2 separate regions of the Sus scrofa genome follow, and region 1 is linked to region 2. The links are chromatin contacts, called in public HiChIP or PLAC-seq maps. All regions are on one chromosome and are shown on one strand. Each heading gives the region's core, a stretch centred on a gene start, on an enhancer-like site or on the middle of the called end of the contact. The rest is flanking DNA. Distances are from core to core; before and after follow the strand shown. Region 1 overlaps EXT1 (exostosin-1). Region 2 overlaps EXT1 (exostosin-1).

Region 1 (5,194 bases), core at 2,253-4,752, 280 kb before region 2:
AGAAGAACAGAGAACTATTACAGAAGTCAAATGGCCTTTGAGACTTAAGAGGCAAACCATTGCAAAAACACTGTGACCGAAAGACTAGCCTGACTTGAGTTTAGACAAAGGCGAGACCCTCTTCATCAGACGGCTTTCTTGATGGTTCTCACTTGTCCCTTTTCCAGAGGATACAACAGCCTCCCTCACCTATTTAATTGGGCAAGGCAAGTCTCAAGTTTGGGTAGCTCATCTAGGCTCCTGATAAGGAATGAGTACTGGAACTCTGAATTAGCACCTACTGACAGCCCATACTCAGTAAAAAAAAATCACGGAACTAAATATCCCTTGATTTGTGTAAAGATCAGAAAGGGGGGAGGGATGGTTTGCAAGAGTCACCTTTGTTATCAAGATTATACTGTAATTAGCAGCTTTTCTAGCCACAGATTCTGGACAGTGTTACTGAAGTGATGGGAGAGACCATAATTCTTAGGAAGCTTGGTCCCATTTTTTTTTTTTTTTTTTTTTGGCTGCACCCCTGGCATATAGACGTTCTCAGGCCAGGGATAGAACCTGCACCATAGCAGTGACAGTGCCAGATCCTTAATGTGCTGCACAAGGAAACTTCTCGATCTCATTTTTTTTTTTCTTTTTTTAAAGTAGACTTGGAGTCAAGGAGTAATCAAACGCGTACTTGCTGAAGTTCTAAGATGGAAGGAGACAAGTTTGGCAGAGTCTGGTATTAATACTTATTCACTGAGAACTCAAGTCAAAACAACTTGGCTCCCCTCGATCACACCTGAGAGAATGAGGCCAGCAGTGAAAGAGCTTTCTTAGTTAAACCTGGCTGAGGATGACAAAGCCATGTGGAAGGGTCTTGTCCATTGTTGCTGCCAATGGACACTAGATAAGTGAGTTTAGCAACGAAGGTGTCCTGGCTGCGCGTGTCGATTATCTGAACGATTAGAAGGAAAGGACATTTCAATTTGGGAGTTCATGGAGGTAACTGGTCCTTTTTAAAACTGGAGCTCTCAGGGAGCTGAGGGAACATAAGATGCTTTCAGATCTGGGAAGTTTGCCTCGGCTTTTGCATCCGTAACTCAGCTTCTCTAAGCAGGTCTTTTTCTAAGCTAGTGGGGCTGCCTTTTCCTCACTCTCACCCTTGAAACAGGTTTGATTAAAATTTCCTTACTTCTTAAAGCAAGAGCCCTTTTTCTCCCTAATAGTATTTAGATCTATTTACCTTCATTCATCTCACCTCTGGTGAAAGTTCAGCAACCTTTATGAAAGGCCACCGGCGTAACGTTCCATCAGGCGACCTAGTTTGCACAACCACTAAAATAAAGGCTAACATAGCCTACTGTAAATGAAAAACAAAAATCACTCCAAAAGGGAAACTGAAGGAAGCAACCGAGATTGATCCTTCTTTGAGCACCATTTGCAATGAGAAGAAATTCAACTGGAATGCACGTAAGATTTCACGTTACAGAGATTTCACTTTCTCCTGAAGCATCCTATTGGAAAGTAGGCCAACATGATGTGTCCAGGTAGGTCTACCCCGCTCGGTTATCTTTTGTGACATGACTCCAGTGATTATTTCATGGATTTTTCTCTCTAAACTCAGTTTTGGGTCTTTCTGTTGTTTTCAACAAAGGTGATAAATTTCATGTATATGTAAACTTGGTTTGATTTTTATAAGCCTTTTCATATAACTACATTAAGCCAGCTTTTAAAAAGTTATTTTTAAGATCCTATGTCCTAATGTGGAGCTGGAAATAGACGTTGTGTAGAAATCCTAAGTGGCTGAGTCTTCTTTGGAATTTCTGCATGAAATTCATTACGTGGTTGGCACTGCAGTCTCTGGTCTTGGCTTCTTCCCAATTCATGTTGGCTGACTTAGGGACCCCTGGTTATCATTAAAGTTGACTGAGAGATAACTCCTGACATCCTACAGAGCTGGCTATGATTTGTCAATGTGCTGCAATGAAATACAACTCTTGCCTAAGTGAATTAAAGTTACATCTTCCTGTTGGGATTCGTTGATTGGCTCAGTGTTGTTCAGCTCCCAGCTGTGGATTCCAAACGGGAAAAGAATATACTAGCTGGTATTCCAAAGAGATGTGCTCTGAGAATGTCATAAAATGAAACCACAGAGATTTCAAGTGGTTGAAAAGTGTGTCAGATCCTATTCTCATTTATAATTGCCATCTTCCCCCCAACACCCCACAAACCTACACTGTTTGCGGGGAATATGTAAGATTGGTGACAGGTAAAGCTGGCAAAGTGGCCCCTGAATCCATTCATGTGCCCGACTGGTACAATGAGGGACACAGATCGGCAAGCCACGGTGACAACGTGAGTTTCAAGGAACTTGGGGTCGTTGAACCAAACAGTGCATTCATTTTTGCAAAGGAAAAAGATAACGGGAATAATTTGGCAAACCTAAAAAATTAGATACATATTTGCAAAGGCCAGATTCAGTGCTAACCCTCTACGTTGCTGAGCGCTGCAGCTGACATGGCCTGGACACCTATTTGGGCATTTTATAGAAGGAAACAAGGGCAAAAACCATAGACCTAGGAATTGTTTGTCAACAAATACTTAAGAGATAGGCACATCCATTGAGCAGAAAATGTTACATGTATGAGACTGGGCTAAGGCTGGGTCAAATGGGATGAGAGATATTTAGGGGAGCACTTCTGAGTCACAAGGTGGCAGAGAAAAGCCTTTCATTGAAGTTCATTGCCTGTGTGCCACTCACAGCAAGCATCTGGATATCTGGCTCTTGTCCTTGCTCGGCCACTAGGCAGCATATTGAGTCACCTCTCCAGTGTTCACAGCGGTGTCCCTCCTTGCAGTCTTTTTGCAAGTTGTTCCCCTTTTTCTTCCAAATGTCTACCAAACAAGAATGAGTTCAATTCTCCTGGATTTATGGTTTCCACTGACCTAAGCCAGGCACGCGGAGTTATTTGAACATAATTCTGTGATGAAATTTTCTATGAACCCAACACTTGGAAACAAACTTATGAGCTATATGAGAGTTTAGAGGCCAAAAATAAATAAATAAATAAATCGAATTCTTCTTGTTTATTCCGCCTAAGAGGTGGTAGGGCCCAATAATATCTTTCTCTTCTCTAACTCTCTCATCTTTTCCAAGTAGAAGAAAGCATTTGATATCAGAAGGCTCCATATTTTACAATGACATTAAGGGATATGGGAGAAACAGATTTTCCGTTTGTAATTGCAACTTTATAATCAGGACCTTCAAGCGGCATCTGCAGGGATAGGAATGTTCTTTTAACAAGAAGCACAGCTAAACCACGGATTTAAAAATTAGTATGAAATTAAACAACATTCGCATTTGTTTCTGATTATTCTTTTTGCTAGATTCTTGCTCGAAATCACATTTGACTCCAAGTGGTATGAGGCCGCCTGTGGAGAAGTATACCCTCCTTTACTTCTCAGCAATCCTCATGTTCAATGAGATTGAGACATTGTTACTTCTTTCTCAAGGGCGAAGCTTTGGAAACTTGAGGTTTTTCACAACTGTGAGCAAAGCTTGTCTTGTGACTCCTGATCTGCCACCAACATACTTATATCTTCTTTTGCTTCTAACCCAAAGCCTTTCCCAACTCTAAGGAGACATGTGTCAATGGTTTAATGTATAATCTAGCCCACCTCCCTGAAAAGCACTGGGTTGGCTATTGTGGGTCAGTATTTCCATCTCACTAATATGCTGGTGGATTGTTTGCATGGTTCCTTGCGCAAAGGGAACATTTCTTAATTATACAGCGTTTTCTTGGTACTAACTCCCCCCACCCTCCCATGACAAAAACGATCATACTTCTGTATCTCAAACATAAAGTTTTCAGAACTGTCTACCTGGAGGTTGTAATACTTTCTCTCATGCAGCAAGGTTTAAGAGATAAAAGTTCAAGTGGATCTGAAAATTCCAAATGGAAAACAATGTGCGCTGGCAAAGCTGAGTAAGGAACTTGTCTTAATTACGTTTGGTTATTTCTTGACACTGGGTAGAGTGACTTAGGTGTTTTCTGAGAAGTCTGAGCTTTTGGTAACCACAGGTGACCCTGCGTGACCAGCAGCAACACTGTTTATGGGAAGAGGAGTAGCAGCTTTGAAATATTCACAACCAACACAATTTTGATTAAAGAAAGAACTCTGGTTTTTAATAGTTTTGATCATTAAAAAAGTTTAAACCTGCATAGCAATCATTTCAAAAATAATTATTTAATGTTCCATAATTAAACTGTACACAACCTAGTCTTGGGACATAGAAGCCAGTGAGGTGAGTCTGGAGCAGTCCCGTGCAGTCCCGAGAGTCAGGAGGTGAGTTTCCCTTGGCCTTTTTTTTTTTTTTTTTTTTTTTTCCTTTTCTTTTCTTTTCGTGTGATTCGGTCTGAGTTTATTTGGATGCTTGGCACAATCTGGCTCCCCTGCTGAGCAGACCTGCACTGGGAAGAGAGAGCGGCCAACCCTGTCTCTTCTCTCGCGTCCCCTCCCCCACTTGGCACTCGGCCTGGCTCCTCAAAGTCGCTCGATGTCTCGGTATTTCTTCCGCAGGATAGAGACCTGGTCTTTAAAGAGGACGGGGTCGAGCCTCATTTGAGAGTGGATCAGCGGCATGGAGCCAAACCAGCTGGCAAACGTATTCATGCAGCTCTGTCGCTGGGCAAAGTGGTCGGGGTCGGCCCAGCGGGAAGCCCGAGAGGTCTGGGGAGAGGGAGAGAAACAAGGAAGGCGATGAGAGAGGTGACCCGCGAGGTGGACACGCGACCCAAGGTGAAGTTGGGCTTACCCGCTGGCAGTCGGGCTTGGGGTCTGGTCTGGCCACTGCGCAGCCCCATCCATGTGTCTGGTGAAGATGCAAGCACTGATTCTGATTTTCCGCCTCGCCAGAAGATTTTCCCAAGACAGGGTATGCTCTGCTCCCAAAGCCAGAAACATGCAAAGCTCCATAGGGACTGGCACACTCTCTGATCTGAGAGTACCAACTGAAGCTCAACCGCTATGGTCACGCAATATATAACCTTGGCTTTGCACTTGGATCAAATACAATGACTGCTCATGTATTTATGGTTTCAAAGATAATTTTCTAAGATCTTCCTGTTAACTTGGTTGAAACCTGGGTAAGTAGAAAGGTGGCCAGCATCTCTTCAGCTCTCTCTGTTAGCCTGAAGCTTGGTTAAATGTTTTT
Region 2 (5,840 bases), core at 2,372-4,871:
AAGAAAAATTTATTCTCTGCCTCTCAGTAAAGCTAAAGCATTTCAGTATTAGGTCCCCTCTGATGAGATTTTCAGATTGGTTCAGATATACAGACCTAGAAATCATTTTGGAAAATGACCCTAGCAAGTTTTGTAAAAACATAAAGCATAATTCATGCTTAATCGTGTCATATGATTGCCACCAAATCGGAATCCACTTTTAAGACCCAGTAAGACGCCAAGTAACTGTGACACAGCGCCTTCGCCTTTTTCATCTGTACACCTTGACGTGTTCTTTTACACGATATCCATACAATCCACAAGCTGACACACACAAGCCAGGAGATTTTAAAAGCCGGAACTGGAGGCCAATGAGAGAAACGACTGTACACCTTTCCTTTGCTTTTTTCCCCCCCTTTGCTTTTTAATTAAATGATAAATCTCAATATGAATTCACTAGAAGCCGGATAGCTCAATTAAGCACTGTGTTACCATATACTCTGGGGCAATGCTTCGATATCCGTTAACAGAGTTGAGATGTAACCTGAGCAGAAAATGTAAGCCAAAAGTTATATCCAACTGACCACTGGGGAGAAAAATTGCAATTAAGAACAGACAAAAAAGTCCCAATATCTATAGACTGTCAAAATTAAATGACAAAAGGACCATAATGGTGTCTCCTGCAGCAGTAAATTCTTTAGATTCATAACATGCAGTAAAGCCCATCAGTTCATTTTAATTTGCTTTTCCCGATATTACATCCAACAGAACAGGAGAAAAAGAAAAAGAAAGAAAAGAAACTACCTTGGAGGGGGAAAAAAAAAAAAAAAAAAAAACAGTTATTGAAAGAAACAGCCCCTTTGAAAACAAAAAGAAACTCTGGGTAAATCAGCAAACGATGAATTTGGAGGAAACACGGGAGGCCTGTGATGGAAACCAAAGAGAGAAACATCTACAGAATCCAGGCTTTAAATACGTGGTCAATAGCAGTAAAATTTCACGTGGTTAAATAAATGTCTTTTTTTTTTTTTTTTTTTTTTTCATTTATCCACCAAAAACTGAGTGCCCCCAGCACGCGTCGTCAGGCTGGGAAGACGAAAAGGTGGGTGAGCTCACATCACTTTCCCAACAAGGCCTTCCTTCCCCCCACATTTAAACATCCACCACTCCCATTCTCCCAAATCACTTGGTGAGCTTTTTAAAAACCCCAATGTCATCTGCAGAGAGGCTGACTGGCCAGGAGTTGGGCCCAGGCCCCATTTCCAGAAGCGCCCTAGGTTAAGATTCACTGCCTCCATCCCTTTCCACAAGCTGCCTTCCTTCCCAGCATCTAGCACCTTCTAATATATGTAAATTGATATGGTATCAGCCTAGACTACTACTAGATTGTGACCATCTTGAGGCAGGGATGTGTGTCTGTTTGGTTCACCGTTGCCTCCGCAGTGCCTGGAAACAGTAGGTGCTCAATAAGTATCTGTTGAGTAAATGAATGAAAAACCAACATGAATTCTCCCCTCAAGGCCCAGACAATTACTGGGGAGAGAAAAACAAATAGCAAATGCATGTAAAAAAGCCACAAGTATAAACTGTTCTATAAGAGCATGTAACAGGAGAAGGTGACCAAGTGTGAGGTGACAAGGAAATGACTCTGGAAGAAGTGAAATGGAGCTGGGGGACAGCTTTCCAAAGAGAGAAAAGGGCATATGGGGAAAGGGAAGAGGAGGAAGGGGGCCTTGCCAAGGGGCTGGGGATGGAAAGGCAGCTGGAGCTGGACCAATCCCACCTTGATAGCATATGAATGAACCATTATGAGATCAAGGAGGAGGGTGGCATGGTGATGTTTTTTGTGCGTGATGCTGTGGATGATTTCTGCCAACCTAGAATATATGTAGGAAATATCAAATCCACTCCAGATCGCTACCCAATCAGTTCCTATCCTGGGCACCCCTAGAAATGTGGGAAAAGCAGGCTATAGGAGTTCCTGTTGTGGCTCAGTGGTCCAGTATCCAATCCAGGGACTGAACCCAACTAGTATCCATGAGGACGAGGGTTTGATCCCTGGCCCCGTTCGGCAGATTAAGGATCCGGCATTGCTGTGGTGTAGGCCAGCAGCTCTGATTTGACCTCTATCCTGGGAATTTCCATACCACAGGCAGGCTACAGACCTGTGTCCAAACATACTTAGCAGGGCAGCCCCTAAGCAACACACTGGTCTTCCCTCATCCGCTTAAGGGCACCTCCCTGCACCCAGTCTCTGCCTCCGCAACCCACACCTGGGGCAGGCAGGCCAGCCTGGGCCCAGGGCCACTCTCTTTACCTGAGCCCAGAGCCCAAGTCATTTGGAGCCCCAGTCAATCAAGGACGACTGGCATCACAGGCCCACACTGCAACAGCAAAAAACTTTCTATCTCATTACCGTAAAGTACTGCTATGTATCATAAAACCCCAAAAATCTGAGTTACCAACAAATATCACAACTCCAAAGCAAACTCTAAGGACACCCCACAGACCCAGTGCTCTGGGGGAACTTGCTAGGCTTTGTAGACAAGCTTTCAAATGGAGAGCTTCTTCTCCTGGGCGCCAAAATATTTTTAGTTTAACCCTAGCAGTTTTTTAAACTTATAAAATTCATTACTTGCTCCTCTTTTTTTTTTTTTTTTTTTTTCCTTTTTTGGGCTGCACCTGGGGCATAGGGAAGTTCCCAGGCTAGGGGGTGAATGGGAATTGCAGCTGCCTGCCTACACCACAGCCACAGCAACGCAGGATCCGAGTCACATCTGTGACCGACACCACAGCTAATGGCAACGCTCCTGAGTGAGGTCAGGAATAAAACCCACATCCTCATGGATACTAGATGGATTCATTACCGCTGAGCCACAGCGGGAACTTCCTCCTCTACTTCTTAAACACAGACCTCTGTACCCGGCAGGGCTCGTGGTCAGCACTGCATCAGGCTGTAGCCCATCAAATATTTACAGAAGCTCTGGTGACAAGCAGGGTGCGAGGTGGTGGGACTCACAGGCCCACCCCTGGGTCGTCTGCAGGACACGCTTGGGCTCCGAGCCAGCTGTTCTAAAATTGCAATGCTTCTTTGCTCCTTCTGGGTGTGACATTTTATCATTCCCCTGGCCTGCTTCCTTCCATTTGGGTTGCCAGCTGTCCCTACTCCCCAGATTTGCCTGCAAGAATCCCTTTCTCTTGAGATGGACTGCTTTTCATCTGCTGTGGGCTGAGAAACCAGGTTATCAAGTTGGTTACAACCGTCTCTCTCCAGGAAGAATGAATAAGTCCTAGGTGAGAAACACCAGTGCTACTCTGTAAATCAATCACACTATTGTTTACAAGCGTGTGGTCTTCACGACCTCCGTTCCAGCTGTGCAGAAGCACTCTGGTGTCGCGGTTAAGAATGCCCCAGTTCAGAAGTCAGACGAACGGAACCTCGGTTCATACCCTGTGTGCTCTGAGGCAAATCACTTTTAAAGATTCTCTGAACTTCGTTCTGCACCTCCACTGAGCCTCCTTCCTGCCAGGGTGGCCAGAAAGATTAAAGAAGGTACGGCTCATCACCCAGCACAGAGTATACTCTCAAGAAATATGGGTTGCTCTTGCTATTACCATCATCTACCAGGCTCAAATACGTCTGTGCCAACAGGATATGGCTTCAACAGTGCCTGCCGCAGCCAACCTCCCCTAACCGCAGTCCCCTGTTCCAGGAAGCAACTTTGGGCTGTTCTTTGAAAAAGGATGGCCACCCATTAAATCAAGAATGACAAGGCAACAGGGCAGTCTTTTATCTGACGAGGTTACCACCAGACCCAGAGATGTGGCCTCGTAGGAATGGGTCTCCCCAGCGGTAATAAACCCCAGGAAAGCCAATCAGGCTGCTTTCCTCCAGGGGATTCAGGAAAGACCAACAAGTGGTCGGCAGACACACACACAGGCACAGAGGTGCCAGCCAGGGGAGACATGAAGGTTCAGAGTGGGAAGAAAGGAGCAGATCCCAGGTGTTGTGCTGGGTCCTGAGAACTTCCTGGAACAGTTCCAGTCCAGTTTCTGTTCCACATCCCCTCACAAGAAATCCTTGAACTTAAGGGGGCCAGAGCGACATTCTGCTCTTTGCAATCTAAGGGCCTGCCAAACCAGCCCATGCATACAAGGTACCCTTCCAAAGGTCACCATCAACCTGTGAGGGCAAAGAGTCACTTGCAAAAGGGAAAACCTGCATTCTTTTTTTTAAATTTTTTATTATAGTTGATTTATAATGTTCTGTCAATTTCTGCTGTACAGCAAAGTGACCCAGTTATACACATACATGCATTCTTTTTCTCACATTACCTGCATTCTTCGAGCATCACCCAGGGATCCCAGAGGATCTGGAGTCAAGGCCATGCCTGGCTCCCCCGGGGACCACCCTCCACCTGCTCCCACCTCTGCCCTGTGCCACCTGCAAGCTCCCAGGCAACACTTAGGGCTTTCCACAGCTCACGAAACACTGGCCAGCCTTCCAGGGCACCTACCACGATTTCCTGGGACTTAAGTATCAAGAAAGAGATGAGCAGTTATTTCTGTGGCTTAGTTAAGAGCCAAGTTATGAAACTCAGCAAACCTCTGTGGTTGATTAGAAAATGGCAAGAAGATGGCTTTTTAATAACACCACCACCGTGGAGAGCACATGAGCGTGTACAAGGTTTTGCATTACAAGCAATTACCGACTCTACTTCCTTTCGACCTTTCCAGAACCCTGTGAGGGGTGATGATCCCCCACTTGACAGATGTGGACACTGAGGCTGAGAGGCCTAGGAGTGTGTGGGGGTCAGTCACATCCCTCGTCCAGGGTGACCACTCTCTTCTCAAGGGCTCCCCAGAAGACAAAGACGGAGACAACCGGAAAAAGCATATCTCCACAAATCTCAAGGCTGCTCAAAGCCATCACCAGGCCAAGAAAAAGCCCTGAAGCCCTGAACTAACTAGGCATAAACTGTTTGGTTCATTCTGTTTTTTGTCTCAGTTTTTCAATCACTTAGAATGATGCCTCATTTGCACTTAAAATCCCAGACCTGACCTGGATGCCCCAGAAGAAAAGCCACCTGTCTCAATTCACCTCTAAAGGACCTTGGATTTAACAACGGAGGAGAAAAGAGAGGATGGCTTTAATCAACTGATACAATTAGCTAAAAAAAAATAAATAAATAAGAAAAAAAATGACACCCACACAGGTGAGCTCCACAGATTCTGAGATCCCAGGAAAGGCTTTTTGAGCACAGGGAGGAATTCACGGGCTCAGTAAGAGACACAGAGAGGTTTTTGGCTTCAGCAAAAACAAAACCTCAAAGGGAACAGAAGCAGTGGGAGCCTCAAAGACCCCCTGCAGGACCAATTAACACCTACAAATGTTTATCTAAGCAGTCTTGTACTGATGGCTACTTCGCTAAGCGGGTGCTCAGACTCACCCCCAAAACAGCTATTTCTCCAAAAAGGACTGAGCTGGGGTTCAGGAGAGAAGAAGTTCTGTATCTTCGGAGAGAGAGACAAGGAGAAAACCAATCTTCGGTACAGTGAAATCCATCACAGACGCACGTATAATAAAAGAAAAGATGGGAAACAAGGTAAATCTCTAAGAAAATGTAAATAACAACAGCACAGCTCTAAGTTACTAAAAAGAATCATGCCCCCATTCAAAATCCCCCTTTAGTATTTTAATAGGATTTTCCTATTTAGCAGGAAAGGAAAATGCTCTTAGAGAGTGTGTGAAGAAAAAAGCAACATGCAAAAATACACTTAAAGGGAGTTCTCGTCGTGGTACAGTGGTTAATGAGTCCGACTAGGAACCATGAGGTTGCGGGTTCGATCCCTGGCCTTGC

Evidence for each region. HiChIP or PLAC-seq counts read pairs in DNA pulled down with a chosen protein or histone mark.
Region 1: an H3K27ac HiChIP or PLAC-seq map of alveolar macrophages shows a contact between it and region 2. The contact joins two enhancer-like sites. A contact is called at or near these places in 1 of 5 promoter capture datasets (liver) and 1 of 2 datasets of contacts at active chromatin or transcription factors (alveolar macrophages).

Annotation. Positions count from the first base shown.
Region 1 is chr4:20,934,714-20,939,907 of Sscrofa11.1, reverse strand. It overlaps EXT1 (exostosin-1), which reads right to left. Exons shown (of 11, transcript XM_001924980.6): 11 at 4,139-4,710. The coding sequence ends at 4,525. Among named protein-coding and RNA genes, the nearest start is that of MED30, 280 kb to the left of the region's middle. Within about 2 kb of position 3,502, at least 1 of the 83 cell types and tissues checked has an H3K27ac peak or open chromatin away from gene starts, as enhancers often do. A contact at or near this core is called in alveolar macrophages, where this site is marked.
Region 2 is chr4:20,653,737-20,659,576 of Sscrofa11.1, reverse strand. The region is part of intron 1 of EXT1 (exostosin-1); the gene reads right to left. Among named protein-coding and RNA genes, the nearest start is that of EXT1, 12 kb to the right of the region's middle. Within about 2 kb of position 3,621, at least 17 of the 83 cell types and tissues checked have an H3K27ac peak or open chromatin away from gene starts, as enhancers often do. A contact at or near this core is called in alveolar macrophages, where this site is marked.